7 separate regions of the Mus musculus genome follow, and regions 1, 3, 4, 5, 6 and 7 are each linked to region 2. The links are chromatin contacts, called in public promoter capture Hi-C maps. All regions are on one chromosome and are shown on one strand. The core of a region is the stretch at or near the end of the contact, and the rest is flanking DNA. Distances in the headings are between cores, read along the strand shown.

Region 1 (3,343 bases), core at 340-2,839, 2.6 Mb after region 2:
CCACTCTCTCCCAGTATTGTCCCAGCCCTTTCATACAATAGACAGTAATTGGAGACTGGGGATCCCTTTGCCTCCCCAAGTCTCTTACCCAGGAGCTGACAGTGGGAAGGCTGGGTCCCTAGAAGAGGGCCATATAGACATTAAAGTTGAAAGGGGGTGGGGGGTGGGGGCAAGTGTATGTTAGGCCCAAAGGTGCCTGAGGCAAAGCAGGGTGAACTGAGGTGTGAGCAAGTGTGAGCAGGTGTGAGCCAAGAGGTTCAAGTAATGTCTTGCTGAAGAGTCAGCATTTCTTGGGGGGTGGGAGGCGGTTTGCAAAACCCTAGAGTTCTTGCACAAACGGCTACTAGGGGCTGATGGGGGCATAAAGGGGTTCTCCTGCAGCTAGGCTGAGGCTGGGTTGTATAATCAAGACTCTTTAAACTACTTGCAAGGACATTTACTTGGAGGTGGTCTTGGAATCCTGTGAGGACCTAGGGAAGAGAAGCACCTGCCCTCAACACCTATAGCTGATACCAGTGAGCAAAGCTGGCCACTGGGTGGATCACAGCGGACCCACGAGGCGGGAGCTCCTGGGACAGACAAGAGATGTGAATGGCTCACCCGTGTCTTGGCGGAACTGGTTCATGGACTGCAGGTCGATGATGTAGGGCGCGAGCCGGCTGTCCACCTGGCCCAACACCACGCTGCCCCCGGCGCGGGGACCAGCGCGCACCACCGCCTCGATGTGGTGACTCACGGCTGGGCTGTAGGGACGCCAGCGGCCGTGTTCGTTCAGCCATTCCCACACCACCACTGCCGAGGCCAGGAGCATGGCGAGCCCGGGGTTGCGGCGCGGTGCTGCCCACCTCCCGGGCCCGGCCTTCTGCGCTTCCTCCGGCGCCGCCGCCTCCGGGTCTCAACCGCGCCCCCCGGTCTGCGCCCCACCGCTGCGGGAAGCCTCAGCTGCGGCCCATGGGGGAGTCCGCAGCCGCGTAGGCACTGGGACACGGACCCCGGAGCTGCCCGTCTCCGACTGCGCTCCGCCGGGCTCCGCCGCCTCTGCCGCTGCTCCGAGGGGTCCAGCGGCTTCATGCAAAGGCCCGGCCCTGCGCACTCGCCGCCCCGCCTTGCAAAGCCACCCGGGGGCGCGCGGCCCGAGCGCGACGCTGCACCCGCCTCGCACCAGTTGCGCCTCGGGCTCCGCGGGCGCCCGCGTGGATCGCGCCGCACGGTCACGCCCTCCGCCCTCTCTCCGCTTCGAGTAAGCCGACCGCGGTGGCACAGCTCCCCCTCCCTGCGGCTCGGCTCAGTGGCCTCCAGGAGGAGTCGCCCCTCCCGGGCAGAGCGCCAAGGCGAGCTCGCGCCCGCGGAGGCTTCCCTGGTCCCCCAGTCTCGAGAGCACGCGCGCCATCCCGGTCCCAGCTGCCACTGCCAGGACCCAACTTTGCAGCCTGTTCAAATATGGAACTGTCTGTCTGTCTGTTTTCAGCTCAGCACCGGCCGTGTCCGCGGCGTGAGCTCAGAGGCTCGCATCTCCCTACAGCTCGTGCATGCATACGCATTCTCTCTCTCTCTCTCTCTCTCTCTCTCTCTCTCTCTCTCTCTCTCTCTGTCACACACACATACATCCACACCCACACACGCACGCAACACCCCCCACCCACACACACACACACACAGGAATTGCCCCACGCTCTCCTTGTTCTGTCCGTTATTACCTCATCCTCGTCTGCACCGTTCCCTAGCTGTCCATCAAAGATGCAAAAGCCACGCCCCATGGCCACTAGCACCAGCGATCTAGAGCTTCCATGCCCCCTGCTGGTCCAAATCCTCAAGTGCAGGTCAAAGGCCACACACTTGTGACCATCGAGAGCCAGTGCCAAGGGTTCCCTGCGTTTACATAGAGAGAAAAGAAGTTCTTGCTGTCCAATTTTTCTGTTAGAAGACACAAGGTAGACTAATTCATCCTGCAGTGTCTATGTAAATAAAACCATGAGACAGCAGAACAAACGCAAGCTAGACTCGCTCATTTTGATCATCAATGGCTAAAGAGGAAAGTAATATAAAGTGGGTTCTGACTAAGGGGATTGAAGCCTGTATTGCACATTATTGCTTGGCATGGTACATCACACGGGCAACTTCCACACTTGAGAAGCAAGAAGATGGAGAATTTCATGCCACATATCCAGACCAGGTCTCCAAACGAATTAAGTTAGACATTTTAAAGAGAATTATGTATTAACCTTGTCAGAAAACACACACTTTGTTTCTCCGTGGGTGGAACTGCACAATGAATCCGTTCTGACAAAGTGAAGCTGGAATTTGGAGCAATCTTATATTGGTAATGAGATTGTTAATCTTTTTTGGAATGGCTTTTCCATAGTTTCATGTGCTCCTTTTATATTTGAGGAGACAAACAGAAAACCGCTCCTAAGCAGATAAACTAGAAATTTCCAGATAGAGGAAACTTAAACTGGGGAAAGGTGTGGGTGGGTATTAAGAAATATTTAACTGTCTGCTTGCAGGACAAACAGGAAGTAGAAAGAACTAACGTTTACTTTCTGACCATTCTCTTTTGCACTCCGTCTTCTTGTGTCTACCACGATAACACGGCAGGGTAGTATAGTAGAAGTGAAATGAATGACAACACAGGAAAACATTTGCGCCTGGGTAACTTGTTAGAGAGAGTGAATATATAGTAATTAGTTGTGAGTCTGAACAGGTGAGAGGGTGCGCCAGAGAACCTGACAGCTTCTGGAACAGGCAGAAGCACAGAGGCGCTGAGGCAGCACCCTGTGTGGGCCGGGGACAGCTGGCCACCTTCCGGACCGGAGGACAGGTGCCCACCCGGCAGGGGAGGCGGCCTAAGCCACAGCAGCAGCGGTCGCCATCTTGGTCCTGGGACTCCAAGGAACTTAGGAATTTAGTCTGCTTAGGTGAGAGTCTGTACCACCTGGGAACTGCCAAAGCAACACAGTGTCTGAGAAAGGTCCTGTTTTGGGCCTTCTTCTTCGGCCAGGAGGAGGTCCAAATACAAGATATCTGCGCACCTTCCCTGTAAGAGAGCTTGCCAGCAGAGAGTGCTCTGAGCACTGAAACTCAGAGGAGAGAATCTGTCTCCCAGGTCTGCTGATAGACGGTAACAGAATCACCAGAAGAACAATCTCTAAACAGAGTCAACTATAACTACTAACTCCAGAGATTACCAGATGGCGAAAGGTAAACGGAGGAATCTTACTAACAGGAACCAAGACCACTCACCATCACCAGAACCCAGCACACCCACTTCGCCCAGTCCAGGGAACCCCAACACACCTGAGAACCTAGACCTAGATTTAAAAGCATATCTCATGATGATGGTAGA
Region 2 (3,286 bases), core at 255-2,754:
ATCCATCAACTAATCCTAAAGGTTGTCTCACCATCACACACTGGGACACTCAGTGAGCAACTCAGTAGGCACATGTTAGAACAGGCCAAAACACACCCTGACCTAACGGCCAAAGGCAGCACTAACTGGGGCAAAACCGAATGGATAGGGGCACTGAGCCTTTAGGAAAAAGCATTAACTGTGCAGCCAGCTACTCATCAGCATGGCCTCTCCACTGAGTCTCCCTATCCCCCTGCACCAGAAAACAGCCCTAGCCAAGTCCAAGGCCTCATCAGTTCAAGGCCAGCAAAGAGAAGAGAAAACTGCACAAGGACTCCAAAGACTTGCAGAGGAGCTATAAGAAAGTAACAAATGGGAAATTTTACAAAATGTCTGCTCATGCTACAATCGGAGTGAGCGCTTCTTTCACCAAGTCCAATACCACACTTCTTCTTCCATGGGGAAATGTGCTTTCTAGCAAGCCCTCGCTGAAAAGTTAGAAAAGGTGACTCTGAGGAAAGGAGGAGGTGTAACAAGAATCAGACTCCTGGGTAACTTCACCTTCAGTCCACGAAATAAACAAACCCTACCATGGGAGAAGGAAGGTCACTTCCTCTCCACAAATACTATTTCTGTGCCATTCAGCAGATTAGCAATTGCCATCTCCTCTGGGGGTGCAGGAAATGAACTAAGCATTTCTCCCCACACACACCCCTCCAAGCAGGAAGATCGATCGCTAAAACTGCTCTTCCACTCAAGAGTCCTACTCCATGCCAAGAAACCTCTCAATTCCTTTTTGCCACATACTCCAAGATACCCATGCACATACAAATCTAGGTCAAAGTCACCAAGAAAATCGGAGGGCGGAGCCTGGATTTAAAATGTTTTTTAACCACTAGCCACAGGCCTCCAGGACAATAGTTTCAAGCTCAGAATGACACAATCCCAACGCTTGGCAGCAGGAAGCTGGAGGGAACTGCGCCGCTGACAAGAGCCTACGCTTGCGGGGATGACAAAATAAGTAGCAGGGCGGTCTCCGGAGCTGGGTCAGTTTTTAAATGCTGCTCAGCTGGGACGAAGCTGAGCAGCCGTTGCCATAAAAAGACTCAAGTCCGGGTTTACAGAGCAGCCCAGGCTCTGCACAGGTGTTAGGCCCGGCGTGCGGGGAAGAGGACTGACCATTCTCGGATCCCAGGACTCAAGTGCAGGGCCTCGAAGTTCATCTCCAAGCCTAGAACCATTGGAAGTGATCCCCACACCCATAAGCAACCCATAGGCGAAAGTGACTCCCCTGGCCCATCCTGGGAAGCGAAGAGGCCGGGACCAGTGGCCGAACACCGCGACCCTGCGACTCCCGACGCCCGTTCTCACTCACCCGGCGGCGCCGCGTCTTCCCGGACCACTCCTTTTCCAGTCCGCGGCTTCCGCAGATTAAGCTTCCCGCCACGCCGGACCGGCTGGACTCCCAGTACCGCGAGCTCGCCGCAGGCGAGGACCTACCGGGCGAAGAGCGCGGGCGAATCTACGATTTTCAAAATTGTGGCTCAACCAATTCCCCTTAAGTTTGTCTGGGCGGTTACAAAACTCCAAACCAATCACGTAACAGGACGCACGAGTCCGCTTATCTGCTGGCTGTTAGTGCTGTCAATCTGTGGGACTAGGAGGCGGGGAGAAGAACGTTGACGCTTTTAACACGCCCCAACTTCCGGAAGCTGCGGCAATCTACCCGGCGAGGAAGTGGTTGCGACGAATTACAAGTCCCTGCGTGCACTGCGAAGGCAGGCTTGGTTGGGGAGGATGCCTATTTATCTTCGAGCCAGCCGCTTGGTTCGTTTCAAGTCCGGAATGCTTCTGCGTTCGGAATGACAGCTCTGCTACTTTGCAGTAGTAAAAAGAAACACATTGCAAATCTCACAGAGCCTTCCCTCCAAGAGCAGTCAGGCATATAGTTACAGAATGTTTCCTTAGACCTCCGATTGTCACCCGGAAGTGTTTGCTAAGTACCCTCCAGATTGGACGCCACATACAACGGAGAATTTTTCTGGCCACATATAAAGGTAAAGTCTTGAGTTGAAGGTGTGTCACCACCACCTGTAAAATAAAACACCTCCACCTTCTTTATAGAATCATTCTCAGTAGCCAAGAGGTGGGCGAAACTACAAATGTCCCTGGACAGATTAAACAGAGGGGTTTTATTTATTTTTAAATTGTTTTTCCTTTTATTGAAAATAGATTTCTTTACTCACATACTATATCCTGATACAGTTCCCCTCCCTCTGCTCCTCCCAGTTCTAACCTCCCCTTCCATCTGTATCCACTCCCTTTCAAAACAGACTTCTAAGGGATAATAATAAACTAAGATGTAAAACATAAGATAATACAAAACCTATCATATCTGAATTGGATGAAACAAAGAAAAAAAGCCCCAAGAGAAGGCACAAAGACCAGAGACCCACTTGTTCGAACACTCGGGAATTCCATAAAAGCACTGGAAGCCATAACATATATGCAAGAACCTGATGCAGAGCTGTGCAAACTCTGTCTGGCTGTGAGTCTCTGTATTTGTTCCTATCTGCTTCAGGAGGAAGCTTCTCTGATGATGGCTGAGCAAGGCAATGATCTGAGTGTAGCAGAATGTCAATCACTAGGAGTCATTTTATTGCTATGTTCCTTTAGTAGAACAGTAGTATTTAGTTTAACCCTAGGTCCCTGAGCTATCTTGTCTCAGATTGTTGTTCACCCAAGCAGGATTCGATCTTGTGGAGTGGGCCTTAGGTCAAATCAGATATTGGTTGGTTACTGCCACAGGTTTGTGCCACTATTGCCCCAACATACCTTGCAGGCAGACACCATTGTAGGGTTTTGTTGATCCCACCTGTAATGGTTTGTATATTCTTGGTCTAGGGAGTGGCGCCATTTGGAGGTGTGACCTAGTTGGAGTAGGTGTGTCACTGTGGGTGTGGACTTAACACTCTCACCCTTGGTGCCTGGAAGTCAATCTTCCACTAGCAGCCTTTGGATGAAGACATAGAAGGCTCAGCTCTGCCTGTGCCATGCCTGCCTGGATGCTGCTGTGCTCTCACCTTGATGATAATGGACTGAACCACTGAACCTGTAAGCCAGCCCCAATTAAATGTTGCTTTTTATAAGACTTGCCTTGCTCATGGTGTCTGTTCACAGCAATAAAACCCTAACTAAGACACCACCAAAAGAGAGTAAAGACCATTACCCAAATTCTGTAATTGAATTAAGCAAGCTTTATTTTCTATCATACAGGACTGTCTCCCTAAAGTAGGGTTTGAAAGAA
Region 3 (3,343 bases), core at 8-2,507, 2.4 Mb before region 2:
GGGCTCAAAGAGGGGTTAAAGAAGTGTAAACAGGATTTCTTTAGGTAGGCTACGAATAATTTTTACCTCATAACCTTTGGCATAATTGCTCAGGAAGTAAAGATAGCTGAAAGGCTTGGCAGGGTGTAGAGATAGAGGGAAGTTCAGGGTAGGCCGAAGGAATAAAGAAAACATTTGCTGAATGAACGAAACAATGGTGAGGAAAAATCAAGTCACTGGGGTGACACTACCTCCATCTATAGGATTTGTTAGAAAACAGTATTTAGTTGTGGCAAATTGTATTTTCACAATATGTCAAGTATGAATAAAAGCATTTCCCAACAACTTCCTTTTGTAAAGTAACTTTGAATCACGGTCCTAGAAGTCTAAAGTTTACAAAAGGTGGGTCATGGCTCAGAATAGTCTGAGGTCGCGCGAAAATGAGACAGAGACTCACTATGTAGTTCAGGAAGGTATTGAACACCTGATCCTCCTCTCCTGGTCTCCAGTACTGGGATTACCAGCGTGCCACCCGGAGCCTGACTTAGTAAGGTCTTACTTTAGCTTTTTGTTTGTTTGTTTTGTTTTGTTTTTTTGTTTTTCGAGACAGGGTTTCTCTGTGTATCCCTGGCTGTCCAGGAACTCACTTTGTAGACCAGGCTGGCCTCGAACTCAGAAATCCTCCTGCCTCTGCCTCCCAAGTGCTGGGATTAAAGGCGTGCGCCACCACGACCGGCGTTACTTTAGCTTTTAGTAAGCCTTGGTCAGATCAGAGATTAGGGGTGATGGTGATGATAATGAAGTCACGATGGTCTGTCCTTGTGAAGTCAAAGTCGAAGCGTTCGCGTCATCATGTTAATTCTTTCATACCACCACCTGTAGTCCTGGCCAGCGAGGAACACCAGAGCCCAGCACGCGGGCCGGGTGGGGGCTCCCGGCGGGAACCGGGTGGCCAAAGCCCGGCCCTGGTCCCCGGGTTAGGCGCCGGGCAGGGTCTTCCGAGAGCCCTCCTCATTTTTTTCCCTTTGCAAGGCCTAATGGGAGTTGTAGTTCAGCGGTAGGAAGACCCACTCGGCCCAGTCCTGTCCTCCGTTTCCTCTACGCCCCGGATGAGGGCGAACACCCGGGTCAGAGGGGCCGGGCCCAAGAAAACGCCGAACTACAATTCCCGATGGACCCGACATTCCAGTACGCAGTCACAGGTACCCGCGGCACGATCCCCGCTCCGGCGCACGCGCACCGAACGGTGGCGGGACTCGGCCGCGTGCGCTTTCCCGCCCTCGTCACGCCCTGCGCCATCGGCAGGGCTGTCTCCTGAGCTGTAGGCTTTCTCCGCGCGCCCCTCCTTCTCGGTTTCTCCCCAAGTCCAGGCTCCGCCTGTTTCCCTCCTCCAGGGCAGCCTCAACCCGCTCCTGTCTTCTCTGCCTCTGCTACTTCTGCTGAAGGAGGAGGCTCCATGTTGTCCCCTCAGCGAACTGCAGCGGTGGCATCGAGAGGAGCAGGTGAGGCGTCCAATTTTCCCGGGACCCGGTCCGTGGTTACCCACGCTGCCTCCCAGTGCTTCGGCTCCGAGGTGACAAGCCGTCCCTGCCGCCGCCTTTTTTGGTGTGGCGACGGGAGGCCGCACCGCCGGGTGTCTCGGCTCGGAATTCAGGGCCGGGGCTCCTGGAGCGGGGAACGTTCCCAGTCTCCGCCGGGAGCCCGCGGCCTCCTGCGGCCTGGTGTTCTGGCCCGTCGAGCTCCGCCCTGTGCTGGGCAGGGCGTGCCGGGCGGTGGCGCGCTCCGGGTCGGGAAGCGAGGTTGGCGGTCCGTCTTAACGGGCCGGGATCGGCGGAAGGCTTTATTGTTGAGCCTTAAAGTGCTGGAATGCTGCGGTGCAGCCTTGGAGTTGAAAGGTTTTATTTTAAACGAAAAGACCTTGAGATACTGACAAGTATTAGTAAAGTTCGTTTTCCACCCGCGCTTATCTCCATGTTTGGTGATAAAAGAATTGGCCTAAATTTGGTTGTTTTGTTTTGCAAGTTTTTTGTTTTGTTTTTTTTTTTTTTAAAGTAAGTTTGGTTCCTTTGGCTTTGCCGGAGACATAAAATGAGGTGGTAAAAGTACTAAATGAAAACCAAATAGTCCCTCCGTAAATTCATGGATGCAGTTTCGCCTGTCATTTTACCTGGCACTGTGCTTGTTTAATGGGTATGGCCCTGAAATGATTGCAAGTTTCAGTTGCGAAATCTAAAGGAAAAAAAAAAGAAGAGTCAACAGTAGTGTTTGAAGAATTTTTTAGCAAACCCCAGTCTTCAAATTTGAGTACGAAGTGGAATGTTTTGCAAAAGGTGAAGAAAAAAAAAAAAAAAAAAAAAAAAACCCCTAGCAGTCTAAAACGTCATGGTTCTCAGTTTTGTTTTGGAGAAGTGGAGTTAAGTAAAACCTACGTTAAGGATTTGTACTCTATGTCAGTATTCAGCTTACATACAAACTGCAACATCAAATGAGGGCTGTTTTGCTTCCTACGAAAACCAGCTTGTATTCTAGAAATTCCTGTGCAGCTTTTACATGCGTGAGGGGATGTATGGGTGAAAAACATTTTCACCTAGTGAAGCATAAGGCCAATACCAACATTGTTTTATTTTCGGTAGTTTACTGTCTTTTGTAATAGTCATAACCATAAGAAAAACAGTTGAGGGGTGGTGGTGGCGCACGCCTTTAATCCCTGCTCTTGGGAGGCAGAGACAGGTGGATTTCTCAGTTCAAAGCCAGCCTGGTCTACAGAGCGAGTTCCAGGACAGCCAAGGCTACACAGAAAAACCTTGTCTGGGTTCGGGGGAACAAAATGAACCAAACTAAATAACAAAACAAGTCACCCCCTGAAAACAAACAAACCCACAAACAATAACAAAACAAAACAGAAGAGGGAGGTGTGGTTGTATGCCATAATAATTTTCTTAGTGTTTAGTAAGGAAGAACAGTTTGGTTTGTGCTGCTAGGGATTGAATGCAGTTTTGTGCTTTTATAGCCCTTAACCCTAGTTTTTAGGGCTCCTCTCAACAGTGTTAAAAAAAAAAAAAAAAAAAAAAAAAAAAGTCATGGTTCTCACAGTGAGACCCTGTCTGGAAAAAAAAACTAAAAAAATAAAAACTGGATCTCACTGTGTAGCCATGGTTGGTCTGGAACTTCTTTTTTTTTTTTTTTTTTTTAAAGATTTATTTATTTATTTATTATATGGAAGTACATTATAGCTGTCTTCAGACACTCCAGAAGAGGGAGTCAGATCTCATTACGGATGGTTGTGAGCCACAATGTGGTTGCTGGGATTTGAACTCTGGACCTTCGGAAGAGCAGTCGGGTGCTCTTACCCACTGAGCCATCT
Region 4 (3,280 bases), core at 121-2,620, 2.6 Mb before region 2:
AAGCGACACATGCCAGTGCCAGGAGCCTGGGAGCTCCTGCCGAAAAGAAGGGAAAGTGATGAGCAAGGAGTAGGCGAACGATTTGGAAAGGTGACGAGGGTGGAGCTGGTGGGTTGCAAGCAACAGGGAGAGCCCAATTTGGAACGGGAAAGGAGGATAGAAAAAGCTGGGGAAGTGAAAGGGGAAAGGGACCGAGAACACACTCCCGAGACACGGACTCTTGAGGGAGAAAACCGAGGATTGTGAGAGCCGGTGCGGGTAGAGAGGGTACAAAGCTAGAGAGATGCAGAAAGAGGTGGGCAACAATCCGCGGCAAATCGCGGGGTATTATTCGAGGAGCAGGAAGGTGGCTGCTTTAAGCGTGGGTGGAGGAAGACCAGAAAGGCCCCTGAGAGAAAAGGGAAGAGAGGGGGAAGCTGGGGAGATAGCACGGAAGAGCGCAGGAGGGCGGTGAGAGGCGAGGGGCGTTTGGCAGAAATACAAGTGTGCAGTTCAGTCAGGACGACGTGGGTCCCAGGTCAGGATTCGGAAGAGGGATGTGAAGGGCTGGAACCCAGGGCCAGATGACAGCCTAGGCTTGTAGAAGAAAGCAGGAGCACGAGGAGAACTGAGGGAGGGAGCCTCCGTAAGGTGCAGGGGCCCAGTCACAGAATTAGGGGAGCCCTGAGGGCTCCTTACCTGCTCCGTGTCCCTTTCGTTCAGCGTGGGTAGGGGGGTCCGAGCGCTGGACATGGCGCCGGTATCTCAGGGGAGGGAATGGAGAAGCTTGGAGGAAGATAGGGAAGGGAAGGCTAGGAGCCCGGCCGGGCGGGGCTTCTCACAGCAGGAGCACCCGCTGCATGGGCCCCGGCCGGGGGTGCGGGGAGGCCGGGCGATGGCTCACGCCAGCCCGGTGATGCACCGCTCGGGCTAGGCCTCGCCGGCTCCGAGCGGCTCCGGACCGCACCCCCCCCCCCGACCCCCGGCTGGGTTGTGCCGCCTTTCGGCCCGGCCGCGCCGCTCCGCCTACTCTCAACCGCCGCAGCCGGCCGCCTGCCTCGCTCCTCCCCTGCCCTCAGCCGCACTGCTCCGCGCCCGACACACAGGCAGCCGCCGCCGGACCTGCTGCTCCCAACATGGCCGCCACCACCGCCAGCCCTCGGCTCTTTCCGCCGGCAAGAGCCGGAAACATCCGAAACAACTAGGAACGGGAGGGGGAAGAGCCTTTTCCTCTCGGCCCAGACGATGGGTGAATTCCGGAAACTACCGAAGAAGGTAATCCCCGGGGACGCGCGCACCTCCTAGATTCCGAAGACCGAGGTTCGGCTCTGTTTACGGAAATCCACGAAGAGACTCCCCGCACCTCCAGAGCCAACCAGCAGCCACGCCTACCGGCCTTTCTCCGCCCACTTGGAGCAAGCTTTCGGCAGTTTCCGGAAACAGCCGAAGAGGCTCCGCGTGTGCTAAACCGGCCACGCCCCCGTTCCGTCGCTCGGCCGAGAGCGGTAGTCAGCCATTTCCGGCAACACCCGAGAGCTGCCGAGGCTAAGAATCTATCTCTTCGTTTCTTTCCGTCAGTTTTCGGTTATTTTCAAACCTTGAACAGGCGTGGGTCACCTGTACCTGTTGTTTGACTTAGAAAATACCGCTATTAGCTGTTCCTACAACTGATGTCCTTTGAGCCTAACGCCAACTTCCCATCCGCATGTTTAGCTCATAAAACCCACTTTATCGCTCAACCTTGCTATCAACGTGTGAGTCAACTGCCAAGTGTAGTGTCATCCTATTGCCTGTCTCCTGCTTTGCACACCCGCCCATCTTGCGACTATCTTGGCTTCTAGAAGTCTATGTCAGCCTTATATTGAGTCAGTCCCCTCATTCCTCTGTAAAGCCTGGGACAGACACCAGGTCGGACAGGCACTGGGTCAGCGTCCTTGAAACTTAACACACCTTTAAGGTACAGTATTTTTTTCAGTATTGAGAAAAATGCTTGCGTGATCTTGGCATGGAATCACATAACAAAGGCCAGCAAAATAACTCAGTTTGATCCATGGGGATCCACATAGTGAAAGGGGAGAACCAAGTCTAAAACATTGTTCCATGAGCATGCTACCCTATACACTAAATAAAAATGTAATTATATATGTATATATGTGTGTGTGTATAATATATATACATATGTATGTATATGTATATATATAAAATGAGTTGGAGAGATGGTTCAGAAGTCAAGAGGAAGGACTGGTTGCTCTCCCAGAGGACTGAGGTTTAGTACCCAGCACCCATATGGTGGTTAACAACTGTCTAACTAGTTCTAGGTGGTTTGACACCTTCTGGCTTCCACTAGGTTGCACAGACGTACATACAGGCTAAACACTCATATACACAAAAGTTAAATAGATAAATACTACAACATAGGTCAGAATGCTGGCTCATTCAGAGCCTGTACTATTTTCCAGAGAATCTGGTCAGGTCCCAGCATCCACATCAGATGGCTCCCTACCCCTTGTAACTTCAATTCCAGGGGAAATGATGCCCTCTGGCCTCTACCAGCACCCGCATGCCAGTGATACACATAAACCCATAAAAGCACAAACATAGGCACATACAAATAAATATTTCTTTAAATTACACATAACATTTCCTTTCTGCTGTTAGTTTCGATTCTATGACACAGTTTCCCACTGTAGACCAGACTGACCAAGAACTCCTGGAGCTGCCTCTGCTTCCCAAGGGCTGGGATTAAAGGTGTGCACCAACCACCCTGTCCATCCAAGTTTTTGTTGTTCTTTTGTTTTTGCTTTTTTTGGAAACAGGGTATTAAGTAGCCCAGGCTGGCCATGATATGTAACCAAGGATGGTTGAACTACTGATCCCCGGCCTTCATTTCCTCACCACTTTGATTGCAAGTGTGCACTGCCATGCCCAGCCCTAAATGACTTTTAAAATATTCTACAATGTTTAAGTCTGGAGAGACCATCTCTTTTTTTTTTTTTTGGTTTTTTGAAACAGGGTTTCTCTGTGTAGCCCTGGCTGTCCTAGAGCTCACTTTGTAGACCAGGCTGGCCTTGAACTCAGAAATCCGCCTGCCTCTGCCCCCCAAGTGCTGGGATTAAAGGCGTGCGCCACTACGCCCGGCTTGGAGAGACCATTTCATTTTCATTTTCATTTTCATTTCAAATCTCCCTTCTAAGACAAACTCATGGCAAAAGAATAGGCACTTGTTGACGATAAGGATTCCTGGGGTTGTAGGATAGTGGGAGAGCTTTAACTCCCATGCCATGAAGGAGGCCCTGGGGTC
Region 5 (3,067 bases), core at 441-2,940, 2.9 Mb before region 2:
TCATGTGTGTTAATTTGGATGCTGATATCTAGCTGAGTAAACTGAAAAGCAAGATAGAATCGTGGGAAGGAGCTTAGAGGTCAAAGGGGGATAGATGTGTTTGAGGTTATCTACCTAGCTGAGAAAAAACAGATGCCAAAGTCCTTTCAGGTCCTGAAACCTGCCAAAGCCCCAGAGGCTGCTCCACTCTGACACTTACCGTGTAGTGCATGTGTAAGACATCTCCCTTTCTAGACTTGATAGGACAGTGGTCCACACGTTTCTTCACTCCAATCTGCAGCTTCCGTTTGCCTTCGGCCCCCGTGGCTGCTGCCAGGGCACTCAGGCAAATGGACAGTATTGTCAGGATCCAGCTCAGCCTCATGTCTCTGTAGGCAAAGGCCACCCCACCCCCAACCAAAAAACTGGGGGGTGGAGTCATGGGACGTCTTCAGTCTGTATCAGGAGGACGCCAACTCCCCATTATATCTTGCCTGTTTCTGGGGAATCCCACAGTCCTGGGTCACCACCCCCTCCCCTGGGCTCTGTAGCCACACTTACCAGTCCAGTGAGAAGGGGGCTTGACCGAGGACCCCAGCAGCGAGGGGAGGGGGTCAGGGGAGGCCACAGCAGCCAGTGCCCCCTCCCTTTGCTCACTACCTGACCTTCTCTCCCTCCCAGTCCCCATCTCCGTTCTTCAGTTCCCGCTAGCCCCTTTACGCAAAGTCCAAACCCTATCTGATTGCACCGGATTTGTCCCGACTGGACGACCCCACTCCCGCCACACCCAGCTGCCCCCTGTCCAGCACACCCACACATCTGCGGCTGCTGCAGGTGTTCGGCCCCGAGGCACCCACACATCTCCACTAGGTGGCTCTGAGGAGCCCCGGTCCTCCGGGGGCACCCCCCAGTCCGGCCCCGTGCCTCCTCCACCAGGGGCACCTCCCCAACTCTGAGCTCTTGGGGGCCTCCGGGGAACCCAAACTGGCTCAGAGTCAGCAGGGCGCCGAGCTCGCTCCACCCACACCACCTCTCCAGGGGGAGTTCTCGGTCTACCGCGACCCCAGGCGCGGCCACCACGGAGACCGCCCCCGCGTGGACGCCCCCGGCCATAGCTCAAGCTTAGCTCTGCGCAAGGCTCCTTGGCCCCACCCTTTACGGCGTGAAGCTCCGCCCCCTGACCTGCAGCTCCACCCTCCGCAATGTTAGACCTAGTCTCCAGCAGAGGGGCCACGCCACTCACTGACTGAAGTCCCACCTCCAACGACTGGGATCTCACGCCCTCTGTCTCCGAGCCAAAGGCTCCACTTTCCACCTGCTCCAGCTCCTCCTCTAAACCCCAAGCCCCGCCCCCCACGCCTCCTACTCCAGCTATGGGCCACTGGGTTCCGCCCTCAACTCGCACTGGCTCCGTTGTCCCTCCCACCGCTGTTCCGCGCCCCGCCCCGAGCCCCAGGGCTCCGCCCCGTACGGCGTGAGAGCCCGCCCCCTGCGGCATTGCCAGAGGCCGGACCCCAGCCCCAATTCCTTCGTTTGCTGCCCCTGGCTGGCACGCGGACTCCGGCCCGCTTCAGGCCGGCCTGCCCCAGGTTGCCCTCCTGCACCCGGATCCCCCAGCCTGGGCTGTGGCCCCCCGCTCACCTCCTCGCCGCGCCCCCGGAGCCAATCCCGCTCGTGCTGTCACTTCTGCGCAGGCGCGTCTTCGTCGCTACAGGGCGGGACACGCTGCCCGCCCTCATTGGACCGTCCAAAACCCGCTGCTGCATCTATGGGCGGGGCTTCTCATTTGGCCCTGCCTCCTGAGTGACTGCGTGACAACGTCACTTCCGGGGTTCAGATTCCGGGTCTAGTTTGGCAAAAGTTGTGTCCGAGAGACAGAAGGCAGTTCCAGCCAAGGTGACATGGTCAAGCAAGTATGACTGCACGCGCCTGGAGGGGTTCTAGCAGGCACCGTGCTGACTTCCTGACCGGCACGCCTTTGGGTAGTTGTTGTGGGAAGAGGCTAGGGGTTCGGAGCGACAACCCGGATTTGAATCTTAGTTCTTTCATTTCTTGGCTGGCTGCGTGACCTTGACTAAGTTCGTTCTTTTGGTGGTGCGCTCTATGACACCCATACCACATGGCCCTGAGCTATGCGGACCCCTTTCATCTTGTGGTCTACAGTGTCAAGTCTCATCTGTGGGTGAACAAACGTCTCCTGGGCCAGGTCTATCATTCACTGCCCAGGAGACACATTCTCTAACCTAAAGATCCTGAAATTTAGAGGAAGCCAAACCTGAGTTAGGCTATGGAGTCTAGTGATTTCATACCCGTCTTAGGCCGTTTGCCCTGCTAAGACCATTTATTCAGATACCAATGGAAGATAATCATGATGTTGACCCCAAGAGAAGCATACTGCATATCTGATGAAGCTTAGTGGGTTCTGAATGTTTAGCTCTCAAATCCTAACCTTCACTGAGCCAGAGCATGATCACCAATATCACTGCTGAGAAAGTTATTTAAACATGATAAAAAATGGTGTGCTGTCCCATGACTGTAATGTCAACACTCTAGAGGTAGATATAGAGGGATCAGAAATTCAAGGACATTCCAGCTACATGAAGAATTCTGAGTCAGCCTAGGATACAGGAGACATTTTCTTAAAAGAGAAAGTTCAAAAGCAGCATCAGGGCTGAAGATGCAGTAAATCAGTAATATTTGCCAAACATGTATGAAGCCAGGAAGTTTAAGGTCATGCAGGCTATGTGAGACTCTCATGGATGGGTAAGTAATTATGTGATGATCATCATCTTGAGGAATTCTTTAGTTTACCCTACTCCTGCTTTGATACCACCAAGATCATGACCTCAGTGTCAGTCCCTTCATTAGGGCGGCTACTTTCAGTTACTTCTGTCCCTGAATGTTCTGTAGCAGGCCAAAGCCTTGGTGCTTCGCTAGCCTTCCCACACTACCCAGGACAGTGGAGAAGGGTAGACACTGAGCCTGGACCAAGTAGGTTAGGAATCTCAAACAGCAGCTGATGAATCCTGGGATGCCAGGGATTGTAGGTGGAGAAGACTCTGGGTGTGTTTCTTTAAAAAGGCTTTCC
Region 6 (2,979 bases), core at 112-2,611, 2.9 Mb after region 2:
TACCGAGTTTTGCGCTTTCAAAGGATTAGTGTCCTTTTCAGTTCTAAAACCCGACGGTATCAGTAGGAATGAATTTTCTAGCGCTGTTTGCAATGAGCACGTTTGGAACAGCACTGACATCCAATGGCTGCTTAAAGTAATACAAAAAGCGAGCCTCTTAAAAAAGGTTTTAGTAAAATGAATGACTTGTTCCTTTTAAAAGATGATCATTACAAAACTATCCCTTTATTCTATTCTTCTAGCCAGTTATTACTCCCTATTCCTGTTAGTCTCTTGGTAAACACTGGGACAAAACCCACTTCACAGGGCCATACTTATAGTTCTTTATATACTGCCTTTTCTAGGCAATTTTCTGTTAAATGCGTTTGTTGTTTGTTTGTTTCCTTTTGAGATGAACAAAGGCACAATAAGATAAAAATCTACCTCTCTCACCTTTTTGGAGAAATTGTGAACTGAGCAGGAATTGTAATTCAGATTCTGGAAGCTTAGTACCCAGTATCTTAAATCTTCTCAATTGATTCTTCCTTATTCTGTAGACGTTTGAATGTTGAATAACTGGATAAACCAGGATCAGAGAATTCAAAAGTGAACCCACTTCTCTTCAACTTTAAAGAATCTATAATCTGGGCCAGTGAGATTGCTTAGCAGATAAAGGCACTTTGCTGAAAAGTCTGATGAATTTCATCTGTGGGACCCCAGTGGTACAAGGAGAGCGCTTTCTTACTCTTACAACTTATGAATGCCTACATGAGCACACACACACACACAATTATTAAAACGTCTGTTTTAAAAAATCACAGTTTGTATGGGAAGTGAGGTCAGCTGTACTAAGTAAGTACAAATAGTGAAATGAAGTTGATGCTATTTAATCAGAAATTTTAAGAAAGGACCTGTACTTCCATGGTCTTCTAGTTTTATAGGAAAAGGAGGAGGAAGAGAAGGAAAGAAAAGGAAGGAGACAGAAAATAGCCTGCAGTGGGCAATGGGAAACTTAAACTTGGAAAACTCTTTAAGTATAAGCCTAAAATTTCTATGTGTGTTCAAGATAAGCCCTTGAATACAGTAGGTGTTTAAATTAAAAAAAGAATTAACTTTCAATTTTTATAGCCACCTTGGCCAATGTAGCATCAAAACTTCAATCTTGCACAACCTGCCTTTTTCTGTTAGCACAATTAAAACAACAAACAAACATATAAAACCCCCCCCCAAAAAAAAAACAAACCAAAAAACAAAACAAAACAAAACAAAAAAAAAACCCTGAGCTACTAGAAAAGAAAAAGTATTCAGCAAATCAAAAGTGAGGAAGTGCTAAGCAAATACAGGAACCAAAAGGGGTCACAGAGGCTGCTTCGCACTGTCTCATTCAGTTCCGTTGTGGTCCTCTTCTTCACCACATGCCAACAAAGTTCTTCACAATCTTCGAGACTAGAGCATCGCAGGTATAGGACAATGGAAGAGCTGGGTGAGTGAAGGGGCCTTTGGAGAAGATGCTCTAAGGAAGTGGGGGCCTGGCTGCCATCCATCCCCATCTGTAATGATGAAGTGTGGTCTAGTCAAACTGAGGATAGGACTGAAAGATTTTTGTTTTCACTTCTGTCCTCAATTCAAACAAGAGTGAGGCAGGAGGAACTATCATTGTTGGGGGAGCTATGGGGTTGCTGTTTGCAGCGGCACAGTTGGCAGAGCGTTGAGACCAGACAGCCAAAGAAACAGAAGGAATTGTAATTGAAAGTGCCTTTTCCCTTGGCAGCTACTGGAGGTCATAGGGCAGCTCTACAGCTTGGAGATATGATACTGGAAGAAAAAAAAAAAAGGATGGGAAAGGAAGAAGACATTAAATGAAGGAAGGGAAGGAGAGAAGAAAGAAAAGGAAACCAGGAGAAAGGGAGGATAGTGCAAGGACAGTGAAATGACCGAGCAGTGTAAAGGGTCTGTAGAGATTGCAAAAGGGCCAGAGTGCTTTCATTTCTCTGTAGTTTACTGTTAGACTACAGGTAGACCATCACTGTAGTAGGTTTTGTTGCTTTTTATTTAGAGAAATCTTGAAGGAGCAGATTGCTTCTCAAGAAAAACAGTCCATCCTTTCACTCTGAGGTAATGAAAACGTCAGTAGAAGTGCCGCTGGGCTACTGTGTCCAGAGAAACCTAGGTCAAAAAGCCTGGAGCTGTAAAGTCTGTCTCCTTGGGGCTCATTTCATATACCTTGGCAACTTTTTATCATCTACATACCTCCCTGTCTGCCTGCCTGCCCATCTGTCCTTCCATCCATCCATCCATCCATCCATCCATCCATCCATCCATCTATCTGTATCACCTATTTATTTTTGTTATCGCTACACAAAGTTACTTTTACCCACTTTTCAAGCTGTATTAATTCCACATTGTGTTTGTAGCTATGCAAAAACTTCCAACAATAATAAGATGCAAAGCTTGTACATTGTCATTAAAAATAATTATTGGGGTTGTGTTTTAAGAACTGGAGAAACAGAGGAACAAAGAAGAGAATAGAAATTATTGAGGGAAAAAAGGGTGTTTTAAATAAATCCTTAACTGTTTTGTCAGTAAAATGTAGTTCAATATTGTGGTTAATGCTGTATCTTGGACTTTGGTATAGAATCCAGATTCTTTTCTATATAATATTGATTATTTATTCTTTGAGAATTTGATGAATGCATATCCTGTGTGGGTATTGGAGGAAATTTGCATTTCTTCATCGAGTTTTACCATTTTTTTTCAGGTAGGATCTTAGTTTTGCTTTATTTTATAGGTCACACACATCAAATTCTCAAAGAATAAGTAACCAATATTATATAAAAAAGAATTGGGTTCTATATCAAAGTCCAAAATACAGCCTTAATCACAATATCAAAGTACATTCTACATTTAATTCAATATTAGTTCAAAAAGTTAAAGGGCAATTAATATTGGGAAAACTTAAAATCTGTAAATAAGTTTAGTGTTTGCAGCAGTTTTCTGAAA
Region 7 (3,290 bases), core at 19-2,518, 2.7 Mb after region 2:
AGTGTTAATATGTATCGACAATTTATAAAGAAAAGCCTCTATCACCAGGAAAGTGTAAATCAAAATTATATTAAAATTCCATCTCACTCCAGTCAAAATGCCTACCTCAAAGGACTCAAACAGAAATTTCTGGCAACAATGAAATGAGCAAGGAACTCTTATACACTGCTGCTGGCAATGTAAACTAGTTCAGTCACCACAGAACTCAATATGGATGTTTCTGAAGGAAATTAAAAACAATTCCACATGTTCCATCCATACTACTTTCAGGGACATACCGAAAGAATCAAAGATTACTACAAAGATTGGCACATACCTGTGTTTACCACTACACTATTCATAATAGACAAGATAGCCATCAATAGATGAATGGATGATGGGTGTGTATTATATCCACTTACAGCAGGACATTATTAAGTGAAAATAAGAACGTAATTACTTTGCTTATAAGAAAATGTACAGAACTGGATGGAGGTCATCTGTGAAACAGGCAGACCCCTAAAGAAAAGTATTTTCTGTCATATCTGGAAGCTATAAATGAGAGTAAAACAGAGGTATGGTAGGAAACTTGGAAGAGGAAAAGGGGGAGGAGATAAGAAAGGGTAATAGAGGAGGCTAATATAGAACATCATTTACTATTGTGGAAAAAATCAAAATGTATCTTACACAATATGGGAATTTAATAGAGCCCCTTTGTTGAATTTTAAAAGGAATAGACATCTGTAGACTAAATATCTTTCTAACTTTACCACAGTGGTCATTCTTTTCTGTCTCCATAGAAGTGAGCTTGGCCCAGAGTGAACCTGATAACGTAAGTTTGATCCCCAGGACCCAGGGAATGGTGTAGAGAGAGAACCAATTCCCACAAACTGTCCTCTGTCCTCCACACATGCTGTTGGCCCCTGCCATCCTTATCATGTAAAATAATTAGATGCAAATTTGCCTTAAAGTTAGGTTAAGAAGTCCCTACAGCAAGTCATTGGAAGTTTAACAGTATCCTCAAAATGGGCCGAGCTGAACTGCATTTTACCCTGAGAAAAGGCATTCTTACTGTGTTAACACTGCAGGCAAGTCCCTTTCTGGCATTGATAGAAAAAGCAATTTAATATTCAGCTCTATGAATCAGACTTCCTGCCTTGTTGCTGTTGCAGATATTTGATGATGAGAATGGGAAGGAAGACGGTATTGCTTACCTAACTGCCCCTTTCCACCCTGCTGACTCATGGTGTCTTTGTTTTCTATAGTAAAGGCAAGTGGGGGCAAAGAGCAAAGTGATATTTAGAAGAGAGTAGTTCAGAAGGCAAATGTCAGCCTCATCTTGCAGAGCCGATTCCTACAGCATGAGATCAGCAAAGGAGGGAAGAGTTAGATTTCTGGAGACCTGACAAGCTGAAGATTTTGTCAACGGGCTTAGAGCAAAGTCCACATTTTCTGCCTCAGTTCAGTTAATTTCTGAAAGAGATTCACCAAAGCTCACTCACTCTTCCGGTTCTCACCAAGCCTGCTGTATCAGACTTTCATCTCTCAGAAGTCCATTTTTACGAAGATTGCTGAGACAGCTTTCCAGGTAAGGATTTGTCTCAGAGTAGCAGAGATCTGTAAAATGAATGAGTCTGGAAGCCAAATTAACACACAGGAACTCTAGATCATAAAATGGTTGTGTGAGATGCATAGGCAATGAGTAGATTTTAGCTGCTTTTTAAAGTATCTATCATCCATCTGTCTATCATCTATCGGTCTGTCTGTCTTACTTATTTTTATTGGGGCACATGTGCTACAGCCCACTTGTGAAGGATAGTGGACAGACAGCTCTGTAGAGTCGATTCTCTCCTACCACCTTTTTGAGGTCTTTGGAGATCAAACTTAGATCACCAATCTTGTGCATAAGCACTTCTGACTGCTGAGCCATTGTCCCAGGCCAGGGTGTCAGCTGTGCTAGCCAAACATAAAAACAAGATTCTCAATATCTATTGACATAAATGTTGATTGTTTCACTCTGACAGCATACACACACACACACACACACACACACACACACAGAGAGAGAGAGAGAGAGAGAGAGAGAGAGAGAGAGAGAGAGAGAGAGAGCAATGTGCCTTTTAACCTTTTCTTCCTCCCAAGTGAATGATACAAAAATGATGGTACTACATGAACCCCAGAATATGTGCTAAAAATGCCTGAGGGAAAAATAGCAATTTCACTTGAAGAAATACATAACATGCATGTATTCTATAAAAGGTACATTATCAAATGCAATGAAAAATTCTTAGATGTTCTTTTTGTGCAAGTAAGTATAGAAATGGTTTTTGGAAATGGATGACTATGGTACCTACTATACGGAAATACTACGCTCCTGTGCTCATCCTTCCATTTTCATTACAGGCTAGGTAGGTTTCTCTGCACATGATGGACAAGAACGTCATTAAGCTTAAAGTTGGAAAGGAAGCAAGAATTCACACTTCAATGATTTAATTATTAATCAAATTTTATGTTCAAAGGTTGCATCTGAAGACAGCCTAATTTTGAATTTACCTATGTTTTCTTTACAACTCATGTTTTGTGTATTATTTAGGAGTGATTTTATGACCTGTCCTGCAGTTTTTTAATGGACTTTTAATACTTTCTCCACATCTACATTCACTGTATATCATTCCTGAAGGTGTGGGGTCAATGTTTTAGAGTTTTGTACTGTATTAGCTTGTATTAAAGATTTGCTTCCCCTATACCTGAACGTTGAAATTTTATTCAACTGTGTTTTATAACTGTGTTTGTGTAACTTTATAAAGTTCTGTTTAGGGCTGTTCTGTTCTTCTACATTTCTTTCATCATACTGATGTCCATTCCTGGCATGGCAGGGCCAGCAACTCCAGAGTTCATTTATAAGTTGCTCAGTGGTGCTGGCTACAGTGTGTCAGGCTTCTTGAAAAATGTCACTATAGGCAGCTTTGAATTCATCCTGCTTACTGGGATTCATGCTTGATACTTCCTCAAAATTGGTTCTCATCACACCAGTCTCAAAACTCAGCAACTTGACACATCAAAAATTTTAACCTAAACCTACACTGGCCTCTTAGTCTCATGTCACTCTTGTAATCGCCAGGGGTACCGAGGAAGCACATGAAAGGCAATGCTGAGGTTTGGGAAGTCAACGTGAACAACCTGACCTCATTCTTTAGTGGTTAGGTCTGTGGAAAATGTCTAGTCTATGACTTTCTGGAATGTAACTGCCATCTGATGAAACAGGTTTCTTTTTGGTCCCCACAAGAGAAACAACAAGCCAAGCGAAGGAT

The links. Promoter capture Hi-C pulls out the DNA fragments that hold promoters and counts their contacts.
Region 1: a promoter capture Hi-C map of hippocampal neurons shows a contact between it and region 2, with 5 times the contacts expected there. A contact is called at or near these places in 3 of 39 promoter capture datasets (hippocampal neurons and liver).
Region 3: a contact with region 2 is called in a promoter capture Hi-C map of hippocampal neurons, with 8 times the contacts expected there. A contact is called at or near these places in 3 of 39 promoter capture datasets (cranial neural crest, hippocampal neurons and pre-B cells) and 1 of 9 other capture datasets (macrophages).
Region 4: a promoter capture Hi-C map of pre-B cells shows a contact between it and region 2, with 5 times the contacts expected there. A contact is called at or near these places in 3 of 39 promoter capture datasets (cranial neural crest, neutrophils and pre-B cells).
Region 5: a promoter capture Hi-C map of pre-B cells shows a contact between it and region 2, with 4 times the contacts expected there. A contact is called at or near these places in 3 of 39 promoter capture datasets (cranial neural crest, erythroid cells and pre-B cells) and 1 of 484 Hi-C or Micro-C datasets (B cells).
Region 6: a contact with region 2 is called in a promoter capture Hi-C map of hippocampal neurons, with 8 times the contacts expected there. A contact is called at or near these places in 7 of 39 promoter capture datasets (the 3T3-L1 cell line, hippocampal neurons, liver and 3 more), 1 of 130 datasets of targeted methods (astrocytes) and 1 of 9 other capture datasets (liver).
Region 7: a contact with region 2 is called in a promoter capture Hi-C map of liver, with 7 times the contacts expected there.

What each region holds. Positions count from the first base shown.
Region 1 is chr19:12,500,407-12,503,749 of GRCm38.p6, forward strand. Dtx4 (deltex 4, E3 ubiquitin ligase) reads right to left here and starts at 1,590. Exons shown (of 9, transcript NM_172442.3): 1 at 601-1,590. The coding sequence starts at 811.
Region 2 is chr19:9,897,985-9,901,270 of GRCm38.p6, forward strand. Incenp (inner centromere protein) reads right to left here and starts at 1,505. Exons shown (of 19, transcript NM_001369356.1): 1 at 1,355-1,505. It overlaps Gm50340 (predicted gene, 50340), which reads left to right and starts at 1,694. Exons shown (of 3, transcript NR_168101.1): 1 at 1,694-2,036; 2 at 2,884-3,093.
Region 3 is chr19:7,493,181-7,496,523 of GRCm38.p6, forward strand. It overlaps Atl3 (atlastin GTPase 3), which reads left to right and starts at 1,258. Exons shown (of 13, transcript NM_146091.4): 1 at 1,258-1,481. The coding sequence starts at 1,436. It overlaps Gm52401 (a long non-coding RNA gene), which reads right to left and starts at 614. Exons shown (of 2, transcript XR_003952920.1): 1 at 437-614.
Region 4 is chr19:7,340,490-7,343,769 of GRCm38.p6, forward strand. Mark2 (MAP/microtubule affinity regulating kinase 2) reads right to left here and starts at 1,371. Exons shown (of 18, transcript NM_007928.3): 1 at 679-1,371. The coding sequence starts at 732.
Region 5 is chr19:6,978,774-6,981,840 of GRCm38.p6, forward strand. It overlaps Fkbp2 (FK506 binding protein 2), which reads right to left and starts at 1,691. Exons shown (of 6, transcript NM_001166368.2): 1 at 1,621-1,691; 2 at 200-368. The coding sequence starts at 364. LOC114841036 (Uncharacterized protein LOC114841036) reads right to left here and starts at 1,667. Exons shown (of 6, transcript NM_001370419.1): 1 at 541-1,667; 2 at 200-368. The coding sequence starts at 1,477. The coding sequence ends at 677.
Region 6 is chr19:12,797,218-12,800,196 of GRCm38.p6, forward strand. Lpxn (leupaxin) reads left to right here and starts at 1,362. Exons shown (of 9, transcript NM_134152.4): 1 at 1,362-1,462. The coding sequence starts at 1,450.
Region 7 is chr19:12,632,040-12,635,329 of GRCm38.p6, forward strand. Glyat (glycine-N-acyltransferase) reads left to right here and starts at 1,269. Exons shown (of 6, transcript NM_145935.3): 1 at 1,269-1,567.